3 separate regions of the Mus musculus genome follow, and regions 2 and 3 are each linked to region 1. Evidence: chromatin contacts called from public HiChIP or PLAC-seq data. All regions are on one chromosome and are shown on one strand. The core of a region is the stretch at or near the end of the contact, and the rest is flanking DNA. Distances in the headings are between cores, read along the strand shown.

Evidence for each region. HiChIP or PLAC-seq counts read pairs in DNA pulled down with a chosen protein or histone mark.
Region 2: an H3K27ac HiChIP or PLAC-seq map of bone marrow-derived dendritic cells shows a contact between it and region 1, with 2.1 times the contacts expected there. The contact joins two enhancer-like sites. A contact is called at or near these places in 3 of 115 datasets of contacts at active chromatin or transcription factors (bone marrow-derived dendritic cells and embryonic stem cells) and 2 of 9 other capture datasets (adipose tissue and embryonic stem cells).
Region 3: an H3K27ac HiChIP or PLAC-seq map of bone marrow-derived dendritic cells shows a contact between it and region 1, with 2.1 times the contacts expected there. The contact joins the promoter of Abl1 here to the enhancer-like site in region 1. A contact is called at or near these places in 2 of 484 Hi-C or Micro-C datasets (CD8 T cells and the N1E-115 cell line) and 6 of 115 datasets of contacts at active chromatin or transcription factors (bone marrow-derived dendritic cells, bone marrow-derived macrophages, craniofacial prominence and 3 more).

Annotation. Positions count from the first base shown.
Region 1 is chr2:31,440,576-31,444,689 of GRCm38.p6, forward strand. All of the region lies in intron 85 of Hmcn2 (hemicentin 2), which reads left to right. Among named protein-coding and RNA genes, the nearest start is that of Ass1, 28 kb to the right of the region's middle. Within about 2 kb of position 2,151, at least 141 of the 459 cell types and tissues checked have an H3K27ac peak or open chromatin away from gene starts, as enhancers often do. A contact at or near this core is called in CD8 T cells, the N1E-115 cell line, bone marrow-derived dendritic cells and 2 more, where this site is marked.
Region 2 is chr2:31,178,642-31,182,870 of GRCm38.p6, forward strand. All of the region lies in intron 9 of Gpr107 (G protein-coupled receptor 107), which reads left to right. Among named protein-coding and RNA genes, the nearest start is that of Gm22516, 8.9 kb to the right of the region's middle. Within about 2 kb of position 2,285, at least 38 of the 459 cell types and tissues checked have an H3K27ac peak or open chromatin away from gene starts, as enhancers often do. A contact at or near this core is called in bone marrow-derived dendritic cells, where this site is marked.
Region 3 is chr2:31,758,047-31,762,218 of GRCm38.p6, forward strand. Abl1 (c-abl oncogene 1, non-receptor tyrosine kinase) reads left to right here and starts at 1,893. Exons shown (of 11, transcript NM_009594.4): 1 at 1,893-2,069. The coding sequence starts at 1,991.

The DNA.
Region 1 (4,114 bases), core at 901-3,400:
GAACCCAAGGCTGTTTGCATGCTATGCTAATGAAGCATTCTAACTGCGAGCTACAGGCCTGCTGAGGGTGAGCTACAGGCCGGGGCGGCTATAGGCCCAGCCCTTGGAAGTCAGAGAACAAATTTGGGGAGTTGGTTCTCTCTCTGTCTTGTAAACTCTAGGCTGACTGGCCTGCAGGCTTCTAGCTGATCTCACCAGAGGAATGCTGGGCCTGAGGCTGATGTAATGTATCAATCCTGAGGCTCTGCACTTCTCCTCAGCCCGCCCTGGGTTTTTATAACTTGATATTATGCCCTGTGGCCTCACTAGCTTGTTTTGTTGTTGTTTGGTTTTTTGGTTTTTCAAGACAGGCTTTCTCTGTGGCCCTGGCTGTCCTAGAACTCACTCTGTAGACCAGGCTGGCCTTGAATTCTGAGATCTACCTGCCTCTGCCTCCCGAATGCTGGGACCAAAGGCGTGCGTCACCACCTCCTGGCTGACAGCTTGGTTTTGAATTCTGGTGGATTTCACGTAGCTTCTGCAGGGTTGTCCCGGAGTGGGCTCTTCCGTGTGTCACATATGAACAGAGTTCTCTTCTTTCCTGTCCATCCTTTGGCGACTGTGCCTCACCCTGCTTGCTGACTCAGCAGCCACCCTAGAAAGCCACCGTCCTCACCAGCCTACCTAACTACAGTTTTGGTGGAGAGCATCCATCCTGTCTGTCTGATGTGAGGACAACTGTCTGTCCTGCCCAGGGCTCCCTTTATTCTCAGTTTGTCAGGCTCTTTTGTGAAGGATGGGGTAGACCTGATAATAGACGAAGCTGAGTGTGTCCCATGCTTACTCAGAACAGCCAGAAACCTTCATATGGCAGCAGAAAAAAAAAAAAAAACCTGAAGGGAATAGTAAGGGAGACTGAGGCTCTCAGGCCCAGGCCCAGGCCCAGGCCCAGGCCGTGGGCACCTCTACTGACTGTCAGGTGCGGCTGAGAGTTATAGCTATGATCTCACAAAACATAACCGACAGGAAGCCCAACAAAAGCTCCTTCTCTTTTCTCCAACCAAAAGAAAGACTGTAGGATGGAGGAGATGGCTCAGGGGGTAAAGGTGGGTTGCCATGGAGATGATAGTCTGAGTTCAATTGCTAGGACCTGTGTGGTGGAACCTACATACACACACACACACACACACACACACACACATAAGCACACTCACGCACATGCGCGCGCACACAGTAAATACACATACAACATATACACATGCACTCTCACCACTACCACCACACAACACACACACATATACATGCACAACACACACACACACACAACAGACAACATGTACACATTCACCATCACCACTACCATCACACAACATACAACACACATCACACACACAAAATATATTTTAAACATTTAACTCTGTGTGTGTGTGTGTGTGTGTGTGTGTGTGTGTGTGTGTGTGTGTACAGTAAAGGGGCTGTAGAGTCCAGAGTGGGAGTTTACAGGCAGTTATGAGTCGTGTGAATTCTGGGAACCAAACCCATCCCTCTGCAGGAACAGTTTGCAGCCTTGACCACTGAGCCATCTCTCCAGCCCCTAAATAAATGAATGTAATTTAAATTAAAATTTTAAACCAGGGAAAGAATGAGCAGAGGATGAGGCAGGAAGATAAATTGCTAGGACAGTCATCTTGCTCCAGTTTCCGTGGGAATCACTATGTACAGCCTGCACCATGCATAGATGAGTTCCCTGATACCCTGAACAGGGACCATCACTGTCCCCAGGGTCAGGCCTAATGAGGACACAGGACTAGCCCCACTTCTCTCATGAGGGAACCCTCTCTCTACGGTTAGTGGGAGCCCTACTGGGAATCCTGAAGACCCCAGCTGCCCAACTATGGTGCTGAGCCCCTCTAGTGTTCTAGGGTGTCAACAGAGGCCTGCGACGAGCAGGCCTGACAGTGCTGGCTATGTCTTCTCTCCCCGTGGAGGAGGGAGGCTGGTGCGAGACCACATCCATTACACGCTGCTGGAGTCATGCTGTTTCAGCTGCAATGGGAACTCTCTGGCTCAATCAGGAACCAGGAAATGATCAGCCTGAAGGCACAGTGACAGCCAGCCCACACAGGAGAGAGCACAGACATATGACTCAGCAGCCAGAAGGTCTGAAACTACTTCATCAGACATTGTAAGCATGACAGAAGACCTGGAGCTGAATTTCAGCCTCAGGTGGCTGTAGAGTGGGTCACTGATCATCCATCTCTGGTCTTCCTCTACCCACATCTTTCCCTCTACCAGAGCTGAAGGGAGCGGCCAGCCCACGTCTCCTCCACACCCTCCTTGCTGTTGTTAAAGTTCTGCCAGGTTCTCTGGACTCCTCAGCCAGGCTCTGGAGTGGCCATTTGACTCCTCCGGTTTTCTTCCCCTGTGTACTTCAGCCCCTGGAATTGTCTCCTCTGCCACCGACTTGCAGGGGGGCCCTGGTTATAGAAAGCTAGTGGCTTTCGCAGCTGGCCTGTGGGGATGCCATGTGGGATGGGGGTGAGGAGCAGGGTAAGCAGAGCCCTGGGCAGTCCAGCAGGCTGACACTGTTGTCAGCCACGGTTCTGGAAATCTGTTGTGTGTCGTCGGATCTTTGGCTATCTTCTTGGGCCCTGAAATAATATTTGTCAATTCCGCTGAAGTTTCATACTTTCTGAGGGAGGAGGGCTTGTGGAGGACCGCTTTACTCAGCCATGGCTGCCGGGTGCTTCCACACTCTTGTTTCATTCTAATTTTTTAAGATGTAAAACGTTTTATTTTATGTGTGAGAACTCTCTCTCCAGCCCTTGACCTTCATCTAAATGGAATCCAGGTGCTAGGACAAGCTTGGTGGCAGAGCACTTCTCTAGTTGAGTATGTTGTGGCCCAGGGTTCTACCTCCAGCTCCACTAAAAGCAGAAAGAAGCTATGACTGGGACCGTGTTACCGCTCCGGTCCTTCACACAGCACTGTGACACCGTCCATGCTGTCACATTGCTGATGTTGCTTCCGTGCTCCCCAGTGGATTCTTTCCAGTTTGGGGGATTTTGAGCAGCTTGGCAGGGAGATTCATATTGCTGAGGAGCACACCTGCATTTCTGTTGGGATGAATCCCACAGCTGAGTTGTGAGGTCACACAGCACACAGCTTTCGTAGAACTGGCTGTAGTGAGCTGAGACCCTCAGGAAGTTCTCAGGAGTCTAGCTCTTTATCCCCTTCAGACAGGGTCTGTTACTGAAACTGGAGCTATACTGGCAGGCAGCAAGCCCCGACAATCCTCTTTTCTCTGCCCTCCACAGCGCTGGGTTACAGTTACAGGCAGGCACTGCCATGACTGGTGCTTTTTAAAATAACACTTTAATTCTTTGAGAATTTGATCCAATGTGTCTTAATCATGTTCCCCCGCTCCTCCTGCTAACTCCTCTGAGATCACCTTCCCACCCACTCCTAACTTTGTGTTCTTTTTGTTTTGTTTTGTGGTTTTTGTTGTTGTTGTTGTTTTGTTTTGTTTTTGTGGAGTTTTTTTGTTTTGGTTTGTTTTGGTTTGGTTTTTCAAGACAGGGTTTCTCTGTGTAGCCCTGGCTGTCCTGGAACTCACTCTGTAGATCAGGCTGACCTTGAACTCAGAAATCCTCCTGCCTCTGCCTCCCAAGTGCTGGGATTAAAGGCGTGCACCACCACTGCCCAGTGTTCTTTTTGCTTTTTATACGCCACAGAGTCTAATTTGTGCCATACGTATACTATAGTCCTGGGAGTGGGGTATGGGGCCACCTGATGGAGCAAGATCGTCCTACTGGGGCCACATCTTTAAAGAAAACTTATTCTCTAGAAGCCATCAGCTGTCAACAGCTCCTGGGGGAGGGGGCTTGTAAACTCACCCTGGGTCTGTGTTCAAATATTGAATGGTTTGATCCCATTGGGGTCTTAGAAGCAACCGAGGACTGGTGAAAGCTTATGACCTCAGCAGTCCTGTCAAATCCAGAACACATGTTTACTCTGGCTCTCCCTGACTTCTGGCCCTTACAGACTTTCTGCCCTGTGTTCTGTGATGGTCCCTGAGCCTTGGAGTGGGGGTGTGGGGGCAGTATGGATGTCTCACTTTTGTCTGATTAAAGTG
Region 2 (4,229 bases), core at 1,035-3,534, 260 kb before region 1:
AAGCCCAGGATGGTACCTTGTAAGAGATGCCCATCTTTTTTTTTTTTTAAAGATTTATTTATTCATTTATTTTATTTTTTAAGATTTATTTATTTATTATATGTAAGTACACTGTAGCTGTTTTCAGACACTCCAGAAGAGGGCGCCAGATCTTGTTACCGATGGCTGTGAGCCACCATGTGGTTGCTGGGAATTGAACTCAGAACCTCTGGAAGAGCAGACAGTGCTCTTAAGCACTGAGCCACCAGCTCCAGGAGACACCCATCTTGAGAGGAGTTAGTGATGACGTCAGTCGCTGTCCCAGTGGAAGCTTAAAGCTTCCAGCTCTGAAGCATCGGCCGAGAGCCTCCCTGGACTCTCTCTGTTGACCGCCAGGAGCTTGACTCTGGGAAAAACCCATTTGGAATCCATCTGCCTTTCACCAGGACCCTTGTCCCAAAACCCTCTCTGTTGCTGAGGGACGTGGCTGTGTAGGTATGAATTCTGTCTCCTTGCCCAGAAATCTTAGAACAAAATAGTGTAAGACATTTTTACATTAAAAGGCCTCTAGACTTGGGATATGCAAAACCATGTTACCCAAGACTCACATGATAATCAAGTGCCCCAGACACCTCTCCCTGGAGCACCGGGGCAGAAGCTGAAGCCCTGGGTGTCTTGATTGCATTTTAATGGACACTCAAGAGTCTTGGATATGGGTCCTTTTAAAAGGATGTTCCATGCTGTCAGGATCATTTAGTGGGTAAAAGCCCTTGCTACCTAGCCTGATGACCTGAGTTCAGTGCCCTGGTTCCACATGATAGAGGAGAAAACTGACCTGACTCCGGCAAGTTGTCCTCTGGCCTGCACTGTGCACCACGCACGACTCTGTCCCAGGCACACCTTGCCTGTGACCTCCAGTTGCCCCTCTTCACCATGCCTGTTCCTCAGCTGCAGCCCTGGAGCAATGGTAATTGCCCTTCTTCCTGCCGAGCCTCTCACGTCTGTCTTTGCACCAGGATGCTGTGCAGTGAGTACTCGTGGACCTGCTCGCTTGCCCACACTCCCAGGTGTTTCCTTTGCTTTTACTCAGCAGTGGCAGTGTCACTGCCTCGGCTCCCTTTTCTAAGATGGTGGTTAAGAGGGCTGATCTATTTTGTGCCAGTCATGTTTTTAACTGTGAGTGGATGTGTACATATCCAAAAAGATGCAAATTAAGGCATCCCATGTAACAGCCAGTGAATGCTGGTAGACTGGAAGTATGTATTTTACATGTAGGAGGTGTTTAAGACGCTTGCTAGGGCTGAGAAGAATGAGACATCTTTGTCACATAAATGTACTGAGGCCCAGAGAGTGGAAGTGAGAGATAGACACTTACCTGACTGAGCTGGGGCTGGAGGCCAGGGCTTCCTGCTGGTGCTTGTCTCTCCTCTCAGGTTTATATGCTGTGCACCCAGAGTGGGAGCAAGCAGTGCTGGATGCAGGGTGAGAGGCAGTGCTTGCAGGTTGGCTGCTTTTCAGGGGAGGTGGAGCTGTGCCACTTCAGAGATGAAGGTCATCAGGGCCAAATCAATCAAGGCTGGGTCGTCGTGACTTCCGAGCCTTTCATTGTCCCAGCATGGGTGTTTAATTGAGGACCGAAAGTCAAACTGGCCAGGATGTGAGTGTGGCCTTTTCCAGTGGGCAGTGTTGTATTCTGGGAAAAGCCACTGCCATTCAATAGTAGACTGCTCTGGCAATGGCTTCCCTTTTGACCTTCAGTGAGGAGTCACCAGAACAGGAAAGTACCCAGGAGATAAACAAGAAGCCCAGTGTACGTCAGGCTGTGTATGGTCTCATCATCTCTCTATTCGTGCTCCTTTCCCAACTGACCATCCCCCACTACTTCCTGTCCCTCGCCCACTTCTCAACCACAGAAAGTCACCCCAATATGCTGAATATATTGTTTGGGACATTTGTATATTCTCGTAAGTAATGTCTGCGGTTCGCTTGGTTTTTGTTTTATGTATGTTTTAAATGTATAGAAAGTGTTGTCTGCAGATATAACTGTTTAAAATCAGTGACACTGCCAGGTAGTGGTGCACATGTTTAATCCCAGCACTTGAGAGGCAGAAGCAGGTAGATCTCTGTGAGTTCGAGGCCAGTTTGATTTACTTAGTGAGGACAGCCAGGGCTGAACAGGGAAACCCTATCTGGAAAAAATATAAATTAGTGACACTTTTCCCATCAGCTGTTCTGCTGTCTGCATCCTGATGGCTGATTTTAGCCACACCTCCATGTTCCATGGGCTGCATCCTCATGGGTTCCTCTGCTGTCCTGAGAGACAGGAGTACATGCAGTTGCCAGCTGCAGTCTATATGCTACTGCAGAGTACTGGAATAGCCTTGTCTCCTACTTCTGAGCTCTCCTAGGGACCTGTCCTTTGAAAGTTTCCTTGAATGTTGTCAGATTGCCCACCTCGTGGCTGCACCACTTTCTACTTTGTCTGGGAGCTGAGCTCTGTCACCATCCTCTCACTATAAGTGGCCTCTTGATGTGAGCCAGTCTGGTGTGTATAAACTGTTGGGGTAGTCTGTCTTCTCAGTGTCCCCACTGGGGACTCTCATTGCAGGCTTCTATTGCTTACGTATTGGATTTTCTCATTGTCTAGCTGTTCTACATGAGCAAAAGTCTTCTGTGTTCCTTGTCTGGCTACACATGCAAGTCTTGTCTCCAGTCATTATGGTCATTAGGCTAGTCAGCAGTGTGTGTTGTTGAATGAAAGTTTTGACTGTGATAGAGCCCCACCATCTAATTTCATCTTTGGGGCCATGCTGCTTGGGTCCTAGGGGCCCTTTGTGATCCCAGGTCACAAGGCAAGTTTCATTCACAGCCGAGCTCATCTGGAATCGCCCGAAAGTGAATCGAAGATAGTGAGCCCAGCTTTACTTCCCTCCTCCTCCTCCTCCCCCTCCTCCTCTTTTCCTTTCTTTCTTTTTTTAGAGGGAGGAGTTGGTTTCTCAAGACAGGGTTTCTCTGTGCAACCCTGGCTTCCTGGAACTCCCTCTGTAGACCAAGCTGGCCTCAAACTCAGAGATCCACTGCCTGTAACCTCGAGCTTTTCCACCCACACTCAAGTTCACAAAAGAATGACACTGAGATTTAGGGTTTCAGTGCCTAGGCCGATAGCTTTGGCTTGTTCCCCAGCTAGCTCATAACTTAACTACCCATTTATTGTATTCTAAATCCTGCCTTGTGCTTGGTTACCTCTCCTTGGTTACATGCTACAGTCCCCTTCAGTGTTCCAGGGTGTATATCTCCCCAACCCCCAACACCCCCCAACACCCCCCACACCTCACTATCCCAGAATTCCTCTCTCTGTACCGGACCTTCCACCTCACTATTTCCTGCCTAAGCTAATAGACCAACAGCATTTTATTGACAGGTGATCCTTCCATACATTGCACAAGAGATTCTCTCTACCTGCTTCTGCCTTCCAATCGCTGGGATCAAAGGTGTGCACCACCACTGTGCGGCTGCTTTACTCTCTTCTAGGTGTCGGTTCCAGAGGATTGTTTTTAAGATTTATTTATTTATTGTGTATAAGTACATTGTAGTGTCTTCAGACACTCCAGAAGAGGGAGTCAGATCTTGTTACAGATGGTTGTGAGCCACCATGTGGTTGCTGGGATTTGAACTCAGGACCTTCAGAAGAGCATTCAGTGCTCTTAATGACCGAGACATCTCTCCAGCCCCCCCCCCCCCATGGTTTTTTTTACCACTGTAGTCACTAAGTAGTCTGTCCTTTCCCACCAAGCTGGACTGGCTTCCTCTTCCATCAAGCTTGTGTACGTGTGTGGGTCTTCCTTCTGCACTGTCGTATCTGCCACACTGCTTCACTCCCCTTGGAGATTAATGTCCTGCTCCTGTTTCATGTACTTATTACTGTGCTATTCCAGCGTCTTCATGTGTGACGGTGTGCACACGTCCTGTGCTCTGTGTACTTTAAGAGTCTTATTTGTCCTTGAGTTCCTTCCTACAGGAGTCGGGGTGGACATAGAAGGAAGGATGTAATACCTGGAGCTCAAGGGTGGCCTAGAGCCCGGGAGAGCCACCAGGCTGCTCAGTGGGGAGGAAGGGCATGATGTCAGTACTTCTCCTCACCTGTCACCGCAGCCAACTCCCAGGCCGTCTGTGCTGGGCTCAGACATCCTCAGATACAGCTCATTTTCTGTCTTCCCTGGGATTTCATGTTGTCTTCAGGACTGCCCTTC
Region 3 (4,172 bases), core at 643-3,142, 320 kb after region 1:
TGTCAATCTGTATGTAACCCTGTGATCTGATATGCTGTATGATTGACTTCATTATAATCTGACCCTTGAACTTTGTGAATGGCAGCAGAGCAGGCAGCACCGCAGCATTTGTGTACTGGTGGCACCCCTCAGTGTTACAGTTGGCATCATTTGTGTACTGGTGGCACCCCCTCAGTGTTACAGTCGGCATCATTTGTGTACTGGTGGCACCCCTCAGTGTTACGGTCGGCAGCATTTGTGTACTGGTGGCACCCCTCAGTGTTACGGTCGGCAGCATTTGTGTACTGGTGGCACCCTCTCAGTGTTACGGTCGGCATCATTTGTGTACTGGTGGCACCCCTCAGTGTTACGGTCGGCATCATTTGTGTACTGGTGGCACCCCTCAGTGTTACGGTCGGCAGCATTTGTGTACTGGTGGCACCCCTCAGTGTTACGGTCGGCATCATTTGTGTACTGGTGGCACCCCCTCAGTGTTACGGTCGGCATCATGGAATCATGGAGAGGTTGGCAGGATCAAGACAGCGCTAGTCAGCATGTGGGCTCTCACAGAAAATGGTCTCCCAGGATCAGGAAAGTATCCAGTTGGTACCCTTGCCTCCTGGGCACTCTGGTCCTTTTCTCCAGGAGATTGAATGGCGTGAGTTCTGAAAGTCCCCTGGGTACTTGTGAGGCCTGTTCTGGCAGCAAAGTAGGTCCACTTGGCTTCAGACACATTTTTGGCACAGACACATTTTTGGGTTGATTAGCACGAAAAGTGTGTGACATCCTGGCTGAGAGGCCTGTCACAGGCACAGTCATGGCACTGTTTTTTTTTTTTTTTTCTTTTGCTTTTCGAGACAGGGTTTCTCTGTATAGCCCTGGCTGTCCTGGAACTCACTCTGTAGACCAGGCTGGCCTCGAACTCAGAGATCCACCTGCCTCTGCCTTCTGAGTGCTGGGATTAAAGGCGTGGGCCACCACGCCCGGCAGGTGATAACTTTTGTCATGGATCTAGCTATCCGGTACAGTCTGCTTAGAAGCCAAGAGACCAAACTTTGGAACCAGGCAGACCCTGACTGAGTTGAGTCTTCTGGTTTCCACCATGTGACCTTCTGGAGTGTCTGTTCTCACATGAAGAATCTGGGTCATGATATAACTTTCCTCACAGGATTAGGTGCACGCACCCTCTGGGTACCAAGGCACATGGAGCACTTCTCAGAGAACCATCCTGGGACAGTCAGCTCTTCAAGTGCAAGGATGGGGACCAGACTTTTAGTTATGTGACATTATTTCATAAGTTTATTTTTCCCTTGTCATTGGAACTTGGGTGAGTTTTTATTAGATTTGTTGTAGTTGGGGTCCTTGTTTCCCACCAACTTAGTGCCAGTAGTCCACTGCTGTGACCATTGCTTAGTTAAAATCTTGTTGGTAACCTCGAGCTAGCGTTTAGGAAAACAAAAACTCACCGTGAAATGGATTCAAACATTACCTGTGGCACCAAAAACAGGGGAAATTCTTGTAAAAATGAGGTCAGGAAGGACCGCCATTCCAGCCCACAATGAACACGCACCATAGAGACATTTCCCTAAGCTTAAACTCACAACTCCAGGTCTAAATGGGTGGTTGGACCCGCGTCCGGTATTCGGTATTCCTGTGGGTTCCAGCCCTGACTGTTCACATTCCTCAGATACCCACTTTAGGTTTAATCACAGTCGCTCCCCGAGACCAGTCCTGGTAACTTGAGAGGAATTTGCATTTCCACCGACCTTCCCGGACACGCGGCAGGGGCAGGGGCTACGCCAGCGCAGCTACGCAGCTGGGGAGGGCGTGGAGCCTTCCCTTGGCCTGGAAGGGGTTAAGGGACGGCTGGGGCGGGGCGCTGGGCCCTTTGTTACCGGCCTAGGCGGGAGGCGGGAGGCGGGACGCGGGCCTGGGCGCGGGCCTGCTGGGAGCGCGGCCTGGCGGGGCTGGGGGCCCGGGGTGGTGGGGCCTTCGCCGTGGCCACGGGACCATGTTGGAGATCTGTTTGAAGTTGGTGGGCTGCAAATCCAAGAAGGGGCTCTCTTCGTCCTCCAGCTGCTACCTGGAAGGTAAATCCTGGCCTGGGCGCGGGGCCCACCAGGACTGTCCTGCCCGCCCGTGCCCTGTGTGTTCTAGGTCCCCAGTCTTCTCCCTCTGAGGCCTCTGCGGGTGCTGGTGGCTCATTCGGACTTCCAGAAAGAGAGAGAGAGCCGCGGCTTTGGCGCTGGCGGGGCCCAAGCGCATAGTGTGGCTCCTGCCCAGAAAGTTTGAAAAAGTCAGTGCCACAGGCCTTAAGGTCCTTGTGAGCCCACGTTGTGGTGTTTCCACTGCCAACTGGGAATTGTATGTCACAAAGGTGGACCTACACCAAGTGCCGCGTACAAAGGGATCCCGCTCTACCATTTATGGGTACAGAATTTCATGTGAACTTTCCACCCCCACCCCCACCTTTCTGCAGACCATGAAGAGGTCTTGGGGATTGTCTCTTTTTAGAAGAGAAAGAATGGTTTTGCTTGTATTTCCAGGAGTTTTGAGAGCTTCCAGTTTGATGCTTGGTGAGGGAGCCCCTCATGTTTTGTTCTTTGCATAAACTTAGAGCCAGGAGCCTGTTGCTTTTGCCTGCTTTACCCTGCTCCTCCAATTCCATGCCTCCTTCCTGTTGTCTTTAGTGTTTGGGTCTAAAAGGATGGCAAGGGAAAAGGGTGAGTGGTGAGTGCTGGGGACTCGGCTGTGGCCAGGCCTGTTAGAGTATAGCTGACCTTTGTGGGGACTGCTGCCTTCTTCAGAAGGGCAGAAGCACTCACAGATGTGTGGTGCCCTGGCTTTTCTGGCTGTTTCATGTAAGAGTTAAGATAGGAGTAAAAATGTAAAGTTTTCTTCAGAGCAATTTGGATTTCTACTGTTTTGAATTGTAAAGAATTGAAGGCTTTTCAATATCTAACCTGCTTCCCCGACCCCCCTTCCAAGTCTTTGACTCAAAGACCTACAGGGCCCCACATGACCCAGCTCAGACTTAGGTGCCCAGCTCGGGTAGAGGATGTTCTCCCTTTGCTAGAAGGGAGTATAAGGGACTTCGCTATAAGTCACAGTAAGATTTCAGCCCCTCCGGGGATTTCAGGGCCTGGATTCCTGAGAGGAGCTTGGTGTGGATGGCATGAGCTCAGGGCCTACCACTTAGAGGGAGGGAGATGGTTTATTTGTCCCCAGAGTTGGCATCTGAGCGGCCAGAATCATCCTCAGTTAATGCGTTGCTTATTTTTTCCAAGTTGCTCCACACTCTCCGCACATTTCTCCTCCCCATCTGTATCCAGTTAGTGAGAGGCACTATCTCCATTTTGAGCCGCTGGAGGCGGAGATGAATGGACTTTTGTAACTGCAGAGTTGGGGCATGTCACAGCTTTGCTAAGGTATCAGCTTGTTCCTGGGGTAATGTGGGATTTAGTGCAGAGCTGTTGGTTTAATTCTTGTTTTAGAAGGGGGAAAAAATCCATTCTTATTCCAGCATAATCCTTAAGGTGAATTCTAGCATTGCCAAGTTCCAAAGGAGTGCTGTCCTCACTTGGGTTTTGTAGGCCTTCTCCAGGAAGGTGTCTCTCTAGGAGCTCTTTCTGTTCACTGAGTTCAAAAAGGTAGACGGAATTCTTGTTGTGTAGCTGACGGAATCAAGCTAGCCTCGGTGTAATTATGTCTTGAAGACGGAAGTGCTGTCTGTCTCTGGGGAAGAGAGCTGTTGCCAGAATCTGGGGAAGTAATCTGGGCCTTCATTTCTTGCTTACATCCTAAATCAATCAATCAGTTCATGACACCCACCCAGAGGCCTGGGCCTCACAGGCCAGGAAGAGAATTGAGTATGGTGAATTTTCCATTATTACCAAATGCATGCTCCCTGCTGCTGTGCAGAGAAGGCCTGGTCAGCACAGACAGCAGCAGCAGTTAGATGGCCTTAGTGGGCCAAGCATTGTCTGCATTCCACATGCCCTCACTTTCTGACTTCTTATGGTGGCCCTGATTATCTCATCTTGTAGATAAGAAACTGAGGCACCAAAAAAGGTTAGGTGACATCTCTGAGATGACAGAATCAGCAGGTGGTAGTCCCAGGATTTGAACTTGTGCTATCTGGCTCCAGGGAATTGCACAGAGAGAGAGAAAGGGGGAGAGGGGGTGGAGAGAGA